Linked DNA regions of Salvelinus alpinus: region 2 is linked to region 1. Evidence: chromatin contacts called from public Hi-C data. All regions are on one chromosome and are shown on one strand. Each heading gives the region's core, a stretch centred on a gene start, on an enhancer-like site or on the middle of the called end of the contact. The rest is flanking DNA. Distances are from core to core; before and after follow the strand shown.

The links. Hi-C and Micro-C count contacts between places; a contact is called where the count stands out from the background.
Region 2: a Hi-C map of muscle shows a contact between it and region 1, with 5 times the contacts expected there. The contact joins the promoter of LOC139560025 here to the promoter of epha4b in region 1. A contact is called at or near these places in 2 of 3 Hi-C or Micro-C datasets (muscle and red muscle).

Annotation. Positions count from the first base shown.
Region 1 is chr30:38,376,387-38,383,787 of SLU_Salpinus.1, reverse strand. epha4b (eph receptor A4b) reads right to left here and starts at 4,526. Exons shown (of 19, transcript XM_071377116.1): 1 at 4,326-4,526. The coding sequence starts at 4,434.
Region 2 is chr30:38,673,012-38,680,412 of SLU_Salpinus.1, reverse strand. It overlaps LOC139560025 (dynein beta chain, ciliary-like), which reads right to left and starts at 4,204. Exons shown (of 31, transcript XM_071376522.1): 1 at 4,173-4,204; 2 at 3,618-3,729; 3 at 192-332. The coding sequence starts at 4,204.

The sequences.
Region 1 (7,401 bases), core at 3,277-5,776:
GGCTTGTTCAACATGTATAGGAGTTTGTAAAATGCAAACTTAAAAACTAGCATTAAATGGAATATACACCTTTTTTTTTACATTTAACTAGGCAAGTCAGTTAAGAACAAATTCTTATTTACAATGACAGCCTAGGAACAGTGGGTTAACTGCCTTGTTCAGGGGTAGAACAACAGATTTACCTTGTCAGCTCAGGGATTCAATCCAGCAACCTTTCAGTTACTGGCCCAATGCTCTAACCACTAGGCTACCTGCTGCCCCAAGCTTTGCTCCTGTGTGACATGGCAAGCTTTATCGACACCTGGGTCATAATAAGTGCACACCGTAGAAAACATTTTCACATAGGAAAGCAAGCATTTATCATTGGACAAATTCAAGTAGTTGCTCCCCGTTTGCTTCTGTTTGGTTCCTACTGGATTTAACCCTGCAATCATAGTCACCAGGGCCACAAGCAGCGAAACGTTGTCGAATGTTGCAGATAGAAATGCCACGAATAGAGTCGACGTGATTTCATATTGTACATGTCAGAGAGGCACGACCTGAATTTGTTCTACATTGCGTATTTCTATCTGAACGTTCCAAAACATTGCGTCTCCCCTCAGGGCTGGGAGTGTCCGTGAGTTGAAGCGCCATCTGCTGTTTCACATGATCACTACACCGCTCTGTCTCTCTGTAGTAGCCTAAAGGATTTCGCCTCTGCTCAGACCAACTCAAACCACTAATCACATGTCATCACATCACATTCACCTCTGTTAGCCTCAGCAGAAGCTTACAATAGCACATGCAGGACTACACACACACACACAACTACACACACACACACACACACACACACAGAGCGAGCAATCTCTCAGCTCAACGAGCAATCACAGCGTGTGCGCCTAGACTGAGAAGAGAGAAAAATAAAAAGGGAGAGAGAGAACGAGAGAGAGAGAACAAGGGAGAGAGAACAGAAGACAGGTAGACAGAGGTTTATTTGCCGCGAGGAAAGACAAAGCAGAGAGTACTTTGGCTCTGAAAACAGGCTTCATTGGATTATACTGCCTACAGAAAACACACACACATGCAGGCACACACACGAACACATACACATGGTGTACTTGGAGTTGCAAATTAGACCACTCCCGGAGGATGAGAGGGAAACAGCAGGATACTGACATCAACATGGGACTAAGAATTGAGCTAAATACACACAAACAGCATACAGTGAATGTCATTCCTAGAGGAAATTGTTGCTTCACCTATGGCCTATGGTTCATCGGCCTGCCTCCCCCTTTAGTCTTTGGAATCAACAAGACATTGTCGGACTAAACACGCACACACACACATATACAAAAACCTACCCACACATGTATCTAAATCAACACACGTTTCCTTCATTTCCAATATGTTTCATCATGCATAGAAGTAAGTTGATGATATTTTAAATGGCCGTGGATGTGGATCCGTAGGTAACTGCCCCCCCCCCCCCCCATCCCCTGGAATGATCCGTATCACGTTCTGCGCACGTGTTTCTTTACCTCTACTTTACACTTGACACGTTTTACCGGTGAAACGTCCACGCAGCATCTGCATGGCAACCACTCGATCTCGATCAGTTACATGGGAATATGCATTTACATGATCTTAATTGTGTACAGTGTTGTTTTGAATTATGTACAGGGAGCGAATTTTAAGGCACGACAGTGTTAAGAAACTGTAGCATACCTATGTTTTGTTTCAAAGCACATATTTTGCCTAGTGACGCATGCTGTCGAGTTGTGGCTGTGTTACAGAGAAAAATGTGAACATTAGCACACTCATCCTAAAAGCCCATTAAGATATGAGGTGGTGTTTTTTGTTTTAGAGTAACGTTATACTATGCTATTATATCCGGTTCTTTTACTAGAATACTATCATTATGTGATCTTGCGCATATTGATTCAGCTTTGATCGAACTTTATTAAATGAATCCCGCACATGCGCAGAAGCTTCGGGACCTCTAGCTGTCGGTCCAGAAAATAAAGGTCCAGAAAAGTTGGATATGCAATCACGCCGTTATTTTATAAACACCGTCGTTTTTGTCATGCCATGTGTGTGCGGCGCGCGTGTGCGTGTGACATTCAGACAGAACACCACTGAGGTTCTCTCTCACTTCACTGCAAACAACACCATCATCATCCAGACTAAACTCACTTCACTGCAAACAACACCGTCATCATCCAGACTAACCTCACTTCACTGCAAACAACACCGTCATCATCCAGACTAAACTCACTTCACTGCAAACCACACCGTCATCATCCAGACTAACCTCACTTCACTGCAAACCACACCGTCATCATCCAGACTAACCTCACTTCACTGCAAACAACACCGTCATCATCCAGACTAAACTCACTTCACTGCAAACAACACCGTCATCATCCAGACTAAACTCACTTCACTGCAAACAACACCGTCATCATCCAGACTAAACTCACTTCACTGCAAACAACACCGTCATCATCCAGACTAAACTCACTTCACTGCAAACAACACCGTCATCATCCAGACTAAACTCACTTCACTGCAAACAACACCGTCATCATCCAGACTAAACTCACTTCACTGCAAACAACACCGTCATCATCCAGACTAAACTCACTTCACTGCAAACAACACAGTCATCATCCAGACTAAACTCACTTCACTGCAAACAACACCGTCATCATCCAGACTAAACTCACTTTACTGGTAACAACACCGGCATCATCCACACTAAACTCACTTCACTGCAAACAACACCGTCATCATCCAGACTAAACTCACTTCACTGGAGCCGCTCATGAAAGGCTAAACTTGTTTTGCCATGATGTTGTATAATAAACTTGACACTTGATCTATAAATGTAGAAGATTATGATCAGGTCAATGAGTGGAATAAATACATATAAAGATAAACCATCAGACTGCCAAACAGTAGCTTTTACATATCAATGCGGCTGATGCTTAAGGGCCACAGGCTAGGATGGATAAGGACTGTATGTGTGTGAGACAGAGAGAGAGAGAGAGAGAGAGAGAGAGAGAGAGATAGAGAGAGAGAGAGAGAGAGAGAGAGATGTGTGTATGTCTGTATGTGTAATGTTTACTGTTCATTTTTATTGTTTATTTGACTTTTGTATATTACCTACCTCACTTGCTTTGGCAATGTTAACACATGTTTCCCATGCCAATAAAGCCCCTTGAATTGAATTGAATTGAATTGAGAGAGAGAGAGAGAGAGAGAGAGAGAGAGAGAGAGAGAGAGAGAGGGAGAGAGAGAGGGAGAGAGAGAGAGGTATAGGAGGTATAGCGCAGCACGCGCAACCGTATAGAAAGCTTTGTTCTAACACCTTACGGAGTAACTAAGCCACTACGCCGGGGAAAGGGCGGTGTTCCGAAATCCAGAACATTTACAAACATTCATTCACTACTGAATAATAGTCTGATTATGTCATAACTCCGTTTTCAGAATGTACCAAACAACTGGACAGTCAAGTCATAACTGATGAGTTGTAACGCGCACACATCACGCATGAACACCACCACATTGCCAAACCATAAAGTCCACAGGAGTGATCAAATGTCTCAGACTACCCTTATAGAATTCCAGCTACTGTATATGTTTCAATCTCTCCAAACCATCTCCCAGTCTGACATCCAAGCCACCTAAAAAAAAAGGCCCTGTCTTTGGGTGTCGAGCTGTAAGAGTCTCTAAAGTAGTTACTTACGAGTGTAGTAATTTGTCGGGAAATGGTCTGCTCTAATTTTGAGCTGAGTATCGACGTTAATATAATAACGAAGTGAGAGGCCCAGCAGCAACTTGACAAATTAATGTAATTGCAATCTTACTCTTGATTTGCACGACTGCTGTATCCTAGATGGAACAGTAGTCCTGGACTACTTGAAAAATGGTGCTATTATTACTAGGAATAGTATCATTATTATTATCAAACCTTATAAAAGTTGGATGCGTTTAAAAGGTCAAATGGGTATCCAACCATTGACAATAGGCCTACATGAAAAGCTATAAGTTGTGCTTCTGAAGTGAAAGGATTGCTCCTGCGTAAACCATATTGCCTCCACATCACCACAGCATTGCCTCGGTGCTATACAATGTACTTCAAGCAGAAAATACTCGAACAGTTTCCCATGACTCTTCGACGCTGTGTTCTATCTGGTCCAGGATTCATTCTGACCACACGGTCAGAGCACTTAACGGAGAGACTACGGTTCCGGCCACCGCGGAGTCGCAACAACCTCCGCGGTTCACCTCGCAGCGAATCACGAAGTCAAAACCGTTACAATCATTAAACACTCTCTTACCTTCATTCTCTGGGTAATTCCGTAAGCCTTCACATGGTGCGAATTCGTGAAAAAGAAAAAGTGAGAAAAGCAAAAGGGATGGATAGATCCAAAGGAAGAGTAGTGCCATTTTTCAGGCTGCGCTGCGCGCTCGCTGCATCCCTGTTCGTGTGGAGTTGGTGAGCGAGCCCTCGCGAATGAGTGGATGAGAGCAGAAAAGGAAAAGAGAGAGGGAGCGAGAGAAGGGAAAGAGGAGGAGACGGGAAGGAGGGTCCAGCGCAAGCCAAGCGCTGTCAATCTCGGGCGAGCCGGGTGGTGTGGAAACGCGAGACCTCGCGCTGTCGCGACACACACAAGCACGCACATACACACACACGCTATTCTGAGGACACACGCGGGCCTGCGATCTCCATCACTGCACCTCTGATGTTTGGAGAACGGTGCACATGGATACAGAAGGTTTTTATCCAAGGGTACCTGAAGATTCAGACTGAAAGTGAGTTGTATCTGCTGATGGTTGTCCATCGGTCATAGGCCTATTTCATTTAGTTGAATGGGCAGTTAAAGATTGATGAGGTAGTTGGGGGGCTCACAGGGAAACTGCCTGTGTCAAGCTCACCATTGTAGGTCTGCTCTACATTCAAAGAATGACAGCAGCTACAGGCAACAGCTCTCAGAAGAACCCAGTTTCATGGATTCCGGATTCAAATCCAATGCTTGTATGGAGATGTATTCTGGTTGGAATGTGTGTGGTTGCGCTGTGATAAGACGTGTGTGTGTCTGACTGGCGGTATTTTTCTGGGGGTCTAAATGAATAAATCATGGTTTCTGCCTGTCATATTAAATGCATGTGTGAAGAGTGGGGAAGGGGGGAGAGTGCGCGAGGTCAACCTCAATCTTCTGCTTTTTAACACAACAGACCGAAACAGCGTGCAGGGAATTCAGCACCACGGAGAGAGCACGAGCATTTTAACAGGACAGATGTACCCCTCTCGCTTTGCTTTCCTCTTGTGTGTGTTCTTTCTGTTTCGGTAAACCTACTAAATTAATGTCAACCCCCCAGTTAATTCCTTATTAGAACCTACATCCATTGTGTCCGCAACATCCAACCCACACGCCTCAATCACACCGACAGCATCATTGCATAACATCGTACGCAGCATCATCTGGTTATGTGTGCAACAAAAGTTCAACATTCACTTTTTTGCTACCATTTCTGTCAAGCCGTCTACGCATAGAATATGATGCATACCGCTGTAGGTGTGATCGAGGCTATAGGCAACCAACTACACAAGAAGTACATTCATTTCCAATGGAACGCTGCGTTTGCCTTGCAGCATTGCGTTGCAGAGGTCGTTGCAATGCGTTCTGTGTGGTCAAATTGTATGAGTGGACTTGACAGAAATAGTAGCAAAAGGTGACTGTTGAACTTTTGTTGCACACATATCCACCAACATTCACCTTCTGCTACCATTTCTGTCAAGCCGGTAGTCTACACATACATTTTGATCCATATTTTGATACATCCATTTTATGCACCACACAGAACGCACTGCAACTGCCTCTGCAATGCAATGCTGCCAGGCAAACTCAGCGTCCCATTGGAAATGAATGTAGTGTACATCTGGTGTACCAAAATGCAATGACGCTGTATGTGTGATCAAGGTGTTATGGTTTCATTTTGCCGGATGTCTAGCCTTATTTTCCGTACTTGACCGCATGTGCTTCGCTTTTCAACTCGCTAAAAGCTAGCTAGTTGGAGTGTGTGTGTGTGTGTGTACACCAGTTGAAAATATTGACCTCATGCGTACCGCAGCATTTCGGAATTACACCAGAATGACATTTATTTCCAATGAAACACCGTGTTTGCCTTGCAGCGTTGCAGAGGCAGTTGCAGTGCGTTCGGTGTGGTGCATACGTTGGATTTATCACAGTATGCCTCAAACTGTATGCGTAGACGGCTTGACAGAAATAGTAGCAGAAGGTGAATGTTGAACTTTTGTTGCGTACATTTCCAGATTAGAGGTCGACCGGCATGGCCAATTAATTCGGGACGATTTCAAGTTTTCATAACAATCCGCATTTTTGGATGCCGATTACGGCCGATTACATTGCAATCCACGAGGAGACTGCGTGGCAGGCTGACTACCTGTTACGTGAGTGCAGCAAGGAGCCAAGGTAAGTTGCTAGCTAGCATTAACAGTATCTTATGAAATACAATCAATCTTAACATAATCACGAGTTAACTACACATGGTTGATGATATTGCTAGTTTAACTTCTTATGGCTGGGGGCAGTATTGAGTAGCTTGGATGAATAAGGGGTCCAGAGTAAACTGCCTGCTACTCAGGCCCAGTTGCTAATATATGCATATTATTAGTAGATTTGGATAGAAAACACTCCGAAGTTTCTAAAATTGTTTGAATGATGTCTGTGAGTATAACAGAACTCATATGGCAGGCAAAAACCTGAGAAAAAATCCAACCAGGAAGTGGGAAATCTGAGGTTTGTAGTTTTTCAACTCTTTGCCTATCCAAGATACAGTGGAAATTTGGTCATATTGCACTTCCTAAGGCTTCCACTAGATATCAACAGTCTTTAGAACCTTGTTTGATGCTTCTACTGTGAAGGAGGGGGGAATGGGAGCTTATTGAATCAGGGGTCTGCCAGAGTGGCATGAGCTGGTCACGCACGCTCACTTGAGAGCGACCTGCGTTCCATCGCATTTCTACAGACAAAGGAATTCGAAGGCCAGCATACCGGAGTCGCCTCCTCAATGTTGACGTTGAGACTGGTGTTTTGCAGGTACTATTTAATGAAGCTGCCAGTTGAGAACTTGTGAGGCATCTGTTTCTCAAACAAAAAACTCCACTTTGGCCAGATTATTACATGACCCATCAAATTACCAGGTGTGACTGGGGGTGATTACGGCCATTTGTTGTATTTTATAAACATGTGTACATGTCTAGACAATAGTGACCTATCCACTTAGCTAGATGTGGGTGAGGGGCAGTTATAGCATTAACTTCACATGACCCATCAATTTAGACAAGTGTGTCGGGTAAAGCGTCATCTATTAACGATAAAATATTTATCA
Region 2 (7,401 bases), core at 2,955-5,454, 300 kb before region 1:
TTGTATCTGCTCTCTGCTTTAGCCCTACATAGGACACCGCTCGGGCTGTTGTATGCTTTGAAATAATATCGTACATGTTTGTAGTGAAATGAACTAAAGTCTACTGCAAGTATAGGCCTAATGAGATGTGCAACATTTTCTGTCTGAAAAACAGATCTCCACAAATAACCATAAAGCCTAACATCACCTACGCCATGCTGACCCTCAACATGGGAGAACCACAGGGGTGTGTGCTTAGTCCCCTCCTGTACTCCCTGTTCACCCACGACTCCGTGGCCTAGTACGATTCCAACAACATCATCAAGTTTGCTGACAACACGACTGTGGTAGGCCTGATCACCGGTGATCACGGGGGGCCACTTACACAGTCATGAAGAAGGCGAGACAGCGCCTCTTCCCCTCAGGAATTTGAATTTTTTTGGCATAGGCCCTCAAATCCTCAAAAGGTTCTACAGCTGCACCATTGAGAGCACCTTGACTGGCTGCATCACTGCTTGGTATGGCAACAGCACCACCCTCGATCACATGGCACTACAGAGGGTGGTGTGGACAGCCCAGTACATCACTGGGGCCGAGCACCCTGCCATCCAGGACGTCTATATCAGGCGGTGTGAACGGAAGGCCCGTAAAATTGTTAAAGACTCCAGTTACCCAAGCCATAGACTGCTCTCTCTGCTTGCGCACGGCAAGCGGAACCTGTGCATCAAGTCTGACACCAACAGGCTCCTGAACAGCATCTGAGGGTCTGAGTTGACCCTTGTATTTTATTTTTATTTTGCACTCTATGCACACTCACAGGACTCCAACACACACATAACATGCACACACATCTATACTGAGTGTACGCACATGCACAGACACTTACAATCATATAATTTTACACTGCTTCTACTCTGTTTATCATACAGTTGAAGTCGGAAGTTTACATACACTTAGGTTGGAGTCATTCAACCACTCCACAAATTTCTTGTTAACAATCTATAGTTTTGGCAAGTCGCTTAGGACATCTACTTTGTGCATGACACAAGTCATTTTTACAACAATTGTTTACATACAGATTATTTAACTTATAATTCACACACAGAAGTATACATACACTAAATTGACTGTGCCTTTAAACAGCTTGGAAAATTCCCAAAAATTATGTAATGTCTTTAGAAGCTTCTGATAGGCTAATTGACATAATTTGAGTCAATTGGAGGTGCACCTGTGGATGTATTTCAAGGCCTACTTTCAAACTCAGTGCCTCTTTGCTCGACATCATGGGAAAATCAAAAGAAATCAGCCAAGACCTCATAAAAACAATTGTAGACCTCCACAGGTCTGGTTCATCCTTGGGAGCAATTTCCAAATGCCTGAAGGTACCATGTTCATCTGTACAAACAATAATACGCAAGTATAAACACCATGGGACCACGCAGCTGTCATACCACTCAGGAAGGAGACGCATTCTGTCTCCTAGAGATGAAAAGTACAAATCAATCCAAGAGCAACAGCAAATGACCTTGTGAAGATGCTGGAGGAAACAGGTACAAAGTATCTATATCCAGAGTAAAACGAGTCCTATATCAACATAACCTGAAAGGCCGCTCAGCAAGGAAGAAGTCATTGCTCCAAACGGCATAAAAAAGCCAGACTACGGTTTGCAACTGCACATGGGGACAAAGATCGTACTTTTTGGAGAAATTTCCTCTGGTCTGATGAAACAAAAATAGAACTGTTTGGCCATAATGACCATCGTTATGTTTGGAAGAAAAAGGGGGGGGGGCTTGCAAGCCAAAGAACACCATCCCAACCGTGAAGCATGGGGGTGGAAACATCATGTTGTTGGGGTCCTTTGCTGCACGAGGGACTGGTGCACTTCACAAAATAGATGGCATCACGAGGAAGGAAAATTATGTGGATATTTTGAAGTAACATCTCAAGACATCAGTCAGGAAGTTAAAGCTTGACCCCAAGCATACTTCCAAAGTTGTGGCAAAATGACTTAAGGACAACAAAGTCAAGATATTGGAATGGCCATCACAAAGCCCTGACCTCAATCCTATAGATTTGTGGGCAGAACTGAAAAAGCGTGTGCGAGGAAGGAGGCCTACAAACCTGACTCAGTTACACCAGCTCTGTCAGGAGGAATGGGCCAAAATTCACCCAACTTATTGTGGGAAGCTTGTGGAAGGCTACCCGAAAGGTCTGACCCAAGTTAAACTTTTTAAAGGCAATGCTACCAAATGCTAATTGAGTGTATGTAAACTTCTGACACACTGGGAATGTGATGAAAGAAAGAAATAATTCTCTCTACTATTATTCTAACATTTCACATTCTTAAATAAAGAGGTGATCCTAAATGACATAAAACAGGTTATTTGTACAAGGATTAAATGTAAGGAATTGTGAAAAACTGATTTGAAATGTATTTGGCTAAGGTGTATGTAAACTTCCATCTTCAACTGTATATCTTGATGCCTTGTCACCTTACCCCTATACATATCTACCTCCATCACTCCAGTGTCCCTGCACATTGTAAATATGGTATTGGAACTGACCCTGTATATACAGTAGCTTCTTACTTTCTCATGTTCTTCTTACTTATATTTCTTGTGTTTTTGTTCTACCTTATGTTAGTTATTTTGCTACATTGATATTGATCACTGTATTGTTGGGTTTGGAGCTAGCAAAAAAAAGCATTTTTCACTGTAGGCCTACTTGTGCACATGACAATAAAACGTTAAATTGAAAGGATGTTTTTTTTTTAGATCAGTGGGTTCCCTAAACTAACGGAGCAATATACAGCACCCACATGGCCATAAAAGCACAATCCCAAAACGAGTTCAACAATGTGAACAGAAAATGCTTCCACCCACTTAATGTGCAGGTGATAAGATTATGTGATGCGCAAAAGACGCTGCTGAATGTGGTGGTAAGGTGGCCAGGTTGAACGTACGGCTCGTTCCTTCTGCAGAACAGCAATGATGGCCTTCGCCTACAGGAGGGAGCTGTTGAGGATGGGGTAGTGTTGCCTACTCGTTTTAAGTACATTTTGACATTGCTAAAGCAACTTGAATTGTCCTAACGGTCCTCTCTTTCTAGCTATGTTTTTTTTGTCTTCTGCTCAAGCCGCAACTGAGCGAGCCAAATCAAACCTTTTGGTTGTACTCAACCTCTGACACCAGCACCTCTATTTCAGTCGAGGAAAAGTTGTTGTTTCTTACTTTGTAGGATTGTTTGATAAATCACACTTCTTCCATGCATACGAACATTCTAGAGTTTACGAGTTGGATGACCGTTTAAAATGTTTTTTTCTTTCTCTGAGTTCCCAGTTGTCTTGAACGCACTGAAGTCGGATGTCTAAGATATCCGAGTTCCAAGTTCCCCTTGGTTTTGAACGCGACATGTAATCCCCCGCGTGCCTTTTCCTGACAGACATCGTTGAATAAATGTTACAAGATCATTCCTGCTATAATTTGAGTATGTAGAGTTCAATGTTTTTTGTGTTTGTGATGCTAATATCCCAGTCAATTCAATCCAACGTCTATTCCACGTTGCTCCTAATAATTTAATTGAAATGACGTGGCAACAACGTTGATTCAACCAGTGTGTGCCCAGTGGGATAGTCCTACCTGCTCCCGGAGAAAGTCCACCCTCTCATCTGCCAACGCAGCTCCTGTCTTGGTGTCCTGGGGAACACGCACCCCTCCACTAGTGCTGCTGCTGCCGCCCTCGGCCATGGCGCTGGAAGAAGGGAGCGAGGGGACATTTGGTTTTAGAGGAGAAATAGCAGAGGTTTGCATTCTGACATGGAGAATAGAGGGAGAAAGATAGAGTGGGTATGTAAAGGAAATGGACGGAGACAGGAGCTGGAGAGAGGGATGGAGAAAATAGAGTGGGACCTAACCCATTGACGGGAAGAAAACATGCGTCACCATCAACTCACCTTGAAGCTGAATGCTAAAGTTAACAAAACCAAATCTTCCAGCCAGGACCCAGTTCCACTGTTTGGGAAAAGCTGCTATAGACATGCACAAAGCTGAATATCTATCTATCTAATGAATGCGGTAGTCAGCCGATCGGAGCCTCTCTATCCCAGCTCTGAGGACAGGTGAGGAGGTAAGCTTATACCACACCTAGAGAGACTGTCACCTTACACCATAGCAACAGACGGCGACATATCTCACCTGTCACAGCCAGGTGAAACAGGAGCCTTCATGGGAGCCCTTGTCCTGACAGTGACACCTACTAACAGATCCACTTTCTCACCACTTGAGGGCAGTGTGGGATAACTTTTGGTAGAAGTGACATCAACTCTAATCCAAAATGACCCGAACCATGACATCCTATTAGACATGATACAGCATTTATGTAAAAACATCTAAAAACGGGACATATGTATAACTGTGTTACTTAAAATACCACGATTCTGATTAACCTTTAAAAAAAAAAAACATGTTGCCTCTAACTGTAATGCATAGATATAATAATGACATATGAGATGGGAAGACTGGGGATGATGGTGATATCAGTGATCATTGGCATTTGAGTCAGAATTTATTTGATAAATGTAGCTCATTAGTACTAAAGCAATGCAACGTTTTGAACCTCTGGGTCTCCACAGAAACACAGTGTTTATCAGGATTCATGTCCATATATTTCTGGATAAAATGTGAAATTGCGGTTAAGGACAACATTTACTGGGTGTACCATTGAATGGACATGTGGCCTTATAGTTCAAGCTTCTATTGGATCCGTTTATAGTCTCTCAACTCACAGAAGTTCAGGTAAGGACAAACACTATCGGCCATATTTTATAAATCAATAAAACATATATTAATTGATACTTTTCATGACATCAGAACTGTGCCTTTCTCTCTGCTCTGTGTTTTACCAATGACAACATCATCATATTCAATGTACTAACCGAAAATATTTTTGTGTGTTAAATTTAAATTCTCTGCGTCTCTCTGTCTGCCTGCATTGTAGCCCAGTCTCTGTCCCCTGAGCTGTACTGTAGCTAAAGCCATTTCACAGTGCTGAGAGACAGACCACTGCTGCCCATCCCTCTGACCTCACACCCAATGTCACAGCGTCTCCACTGGGACTACTGTAGAGAGAGAGAGAGAGAGAGAGAGAGAGAGAGAGAGAGAGAGAGAGAGAGAGAGAGAGAGAGAGAGAGAGAGAGGAGTTGGAGAGGGGGATAGAGGGAGGACGGTGAAGGGGGGAGAAAGAAGATAGCCAGCTATCTCTCAGCATACAGATGAGACAGGGTCCAGAGAGATGGAGAGAGAGGGAGCAGAGGAAAACAAAAGAGGACAGGAATGAAGGACTAGATATGCTGTGGCTATAATTAATAACGTTAACCAACGTTTTCCTCTCACATTTTGCTTCTCTCAACAGTTATCACCAGTGGTGTCAATAGAGGATCTGCTAGCCCCATACTCAACAAGTGCCTCGTGATTCATCAAATATGTTTCTATTGTCACATACACCAGACAGGTGCAGTGAAATCTGTTGTTTTACAGGGTCAGCCATATTAGTTCTGCACCCCTGGAGCAAATTAGTGTTAAGCGCATTGCTCAAGTGGACATCGATAGATTTTTTTACCTCGTCTGCTCAGATATTCGAACCAGCAACAACGCTCTAACCGCTAGGCTACCTGCCGCCTAAAATCAAGATCATCGTAGTCGTCCTTGGTCATCATCGTCATCTTCGTCATCATCATCGTCATTCTCTTAAGGACAACTAACTCTCACAGTTTCACGTCAGAATAAGGTGCCCATCCATGTTTCTCAAATGTAAAATGTAGAAGTTGTTGCAAACGTCAAATGTTGAAGTGTTTAAGGTTACGTTAAGGCATTAACTCCACATTTTTAAGGTTAGGGATAAGGTTTCGGATAGGCTTGAAACAAATAACTTTCTATCGCTGGATTTCAACTTCAAACCTTTGGAATCAGGGGCAGATGCACATCCGCCATCCATGTCCACAATGCCCCAGCAAAACCCAAACCACCTAATGTGACAACGCCCACCGTTGCCCCTAGTGGCCGGTTTCCACGTCATCTCCCGACGTCTTCAGACGTGGATGGACGTTGAATACTGACTTGTGTCACGGGTGACCTGGCTGCTTAAGGTACCACCACTACACACACACACTACAGCATCACAATAGCCCTTCTAAACCGGGCCAGCAAGGCTGATGTTGACTCCGAGACCCAAACCAACAATGTGTGGGTTAGCTGCTCTCTGTAAGTAGCAGAGCAGAGTAGCGGATGTTAGTCTTAGCCTGCCACCTTTCTCTCCTCTCTTCTCTCCTCTTCTCTCTACCCCTCTCCACGCTCTCTCTTCGCAGTTGCCATGGCTACGTGGCGCCTCGCGTGTGGACTGCTCCTCTTCAGCCCTGAGCCCCTGGCCTCTCTAACATTCTTCCTCTCCTCTTCACTCCACCACTCCTCTCCTCCATTAGAGTTGGGAGAAATGTATATGCAGATTCATTTTGGGATTTTCTCTCTATCTCTCTCCTTCACCTTCTCTGTCTCTATGATCTCTATCTCTCACACACTTGGTCTATGGCTCCCTTGAACTTCCATTCACTCTGTCCACTCCAGGGCCATTTTTTATCAGCGCTCCTTGGCACTCCAGGGAAAACCTACGTTGGGGATATACTCTAGGGAGAAAGAGGTACTCAGAGAAGGATGGAAAGAGAGAGAGAGAAATGGTGACGGGAGAGAGACAGAGAGAGCGGGACTACGGGAGGAACTGAGGGAGGGAGACAGGGAGAATGATGGTCACACACCCAGGCATACACACGCACCAAGCAGGCTTTCCTCCTGTTGCTGGCTAAGTTGCCATGGTGAGGCTAGCCAGTTGGACACCCCTATCCGCAGAGAGCTGGTTTGGAAATGGTGTGTGTGTGTGTAACTTTTTTTTGCATGCCTGTGTGTGTGTGTGTGTGTTTGTGTCTGCTGTGCATATTTGTGTGTGTGTGTGTCCAGATGGTGTTGACCAGCCGTCCCTCACTTAGTGAACAGAGTAAATGGAACGATTACAGTAATGACCGACACACACATCTGTCCCCAGCCTGTCCCATCATGCCGTGCCATGCCTTCAGGCATTCACACCACAGTTCTATGTCCTCAACTTGGCAACAGCCAGCCCATACTGGCATCAACAGGCTAGGGCTGTTTCCAGCCTTTTCAACTCAGAGTGATGCCACTGCCACTCCATTGTCTGTACACCACGGGGATATAGTGGGTTGTAAAATGCAGATAGATGTTGTCGTGAATGTTTATATTACACACCTATAGTGCTAAATGAATGTTGTTAGCATTAGCATTTATTCATTTATGCTACTCTTTCATCCTGGTGTGTCCTCAGTCACTCTCAGTGATATACATAGAGGGCTCTATTTTA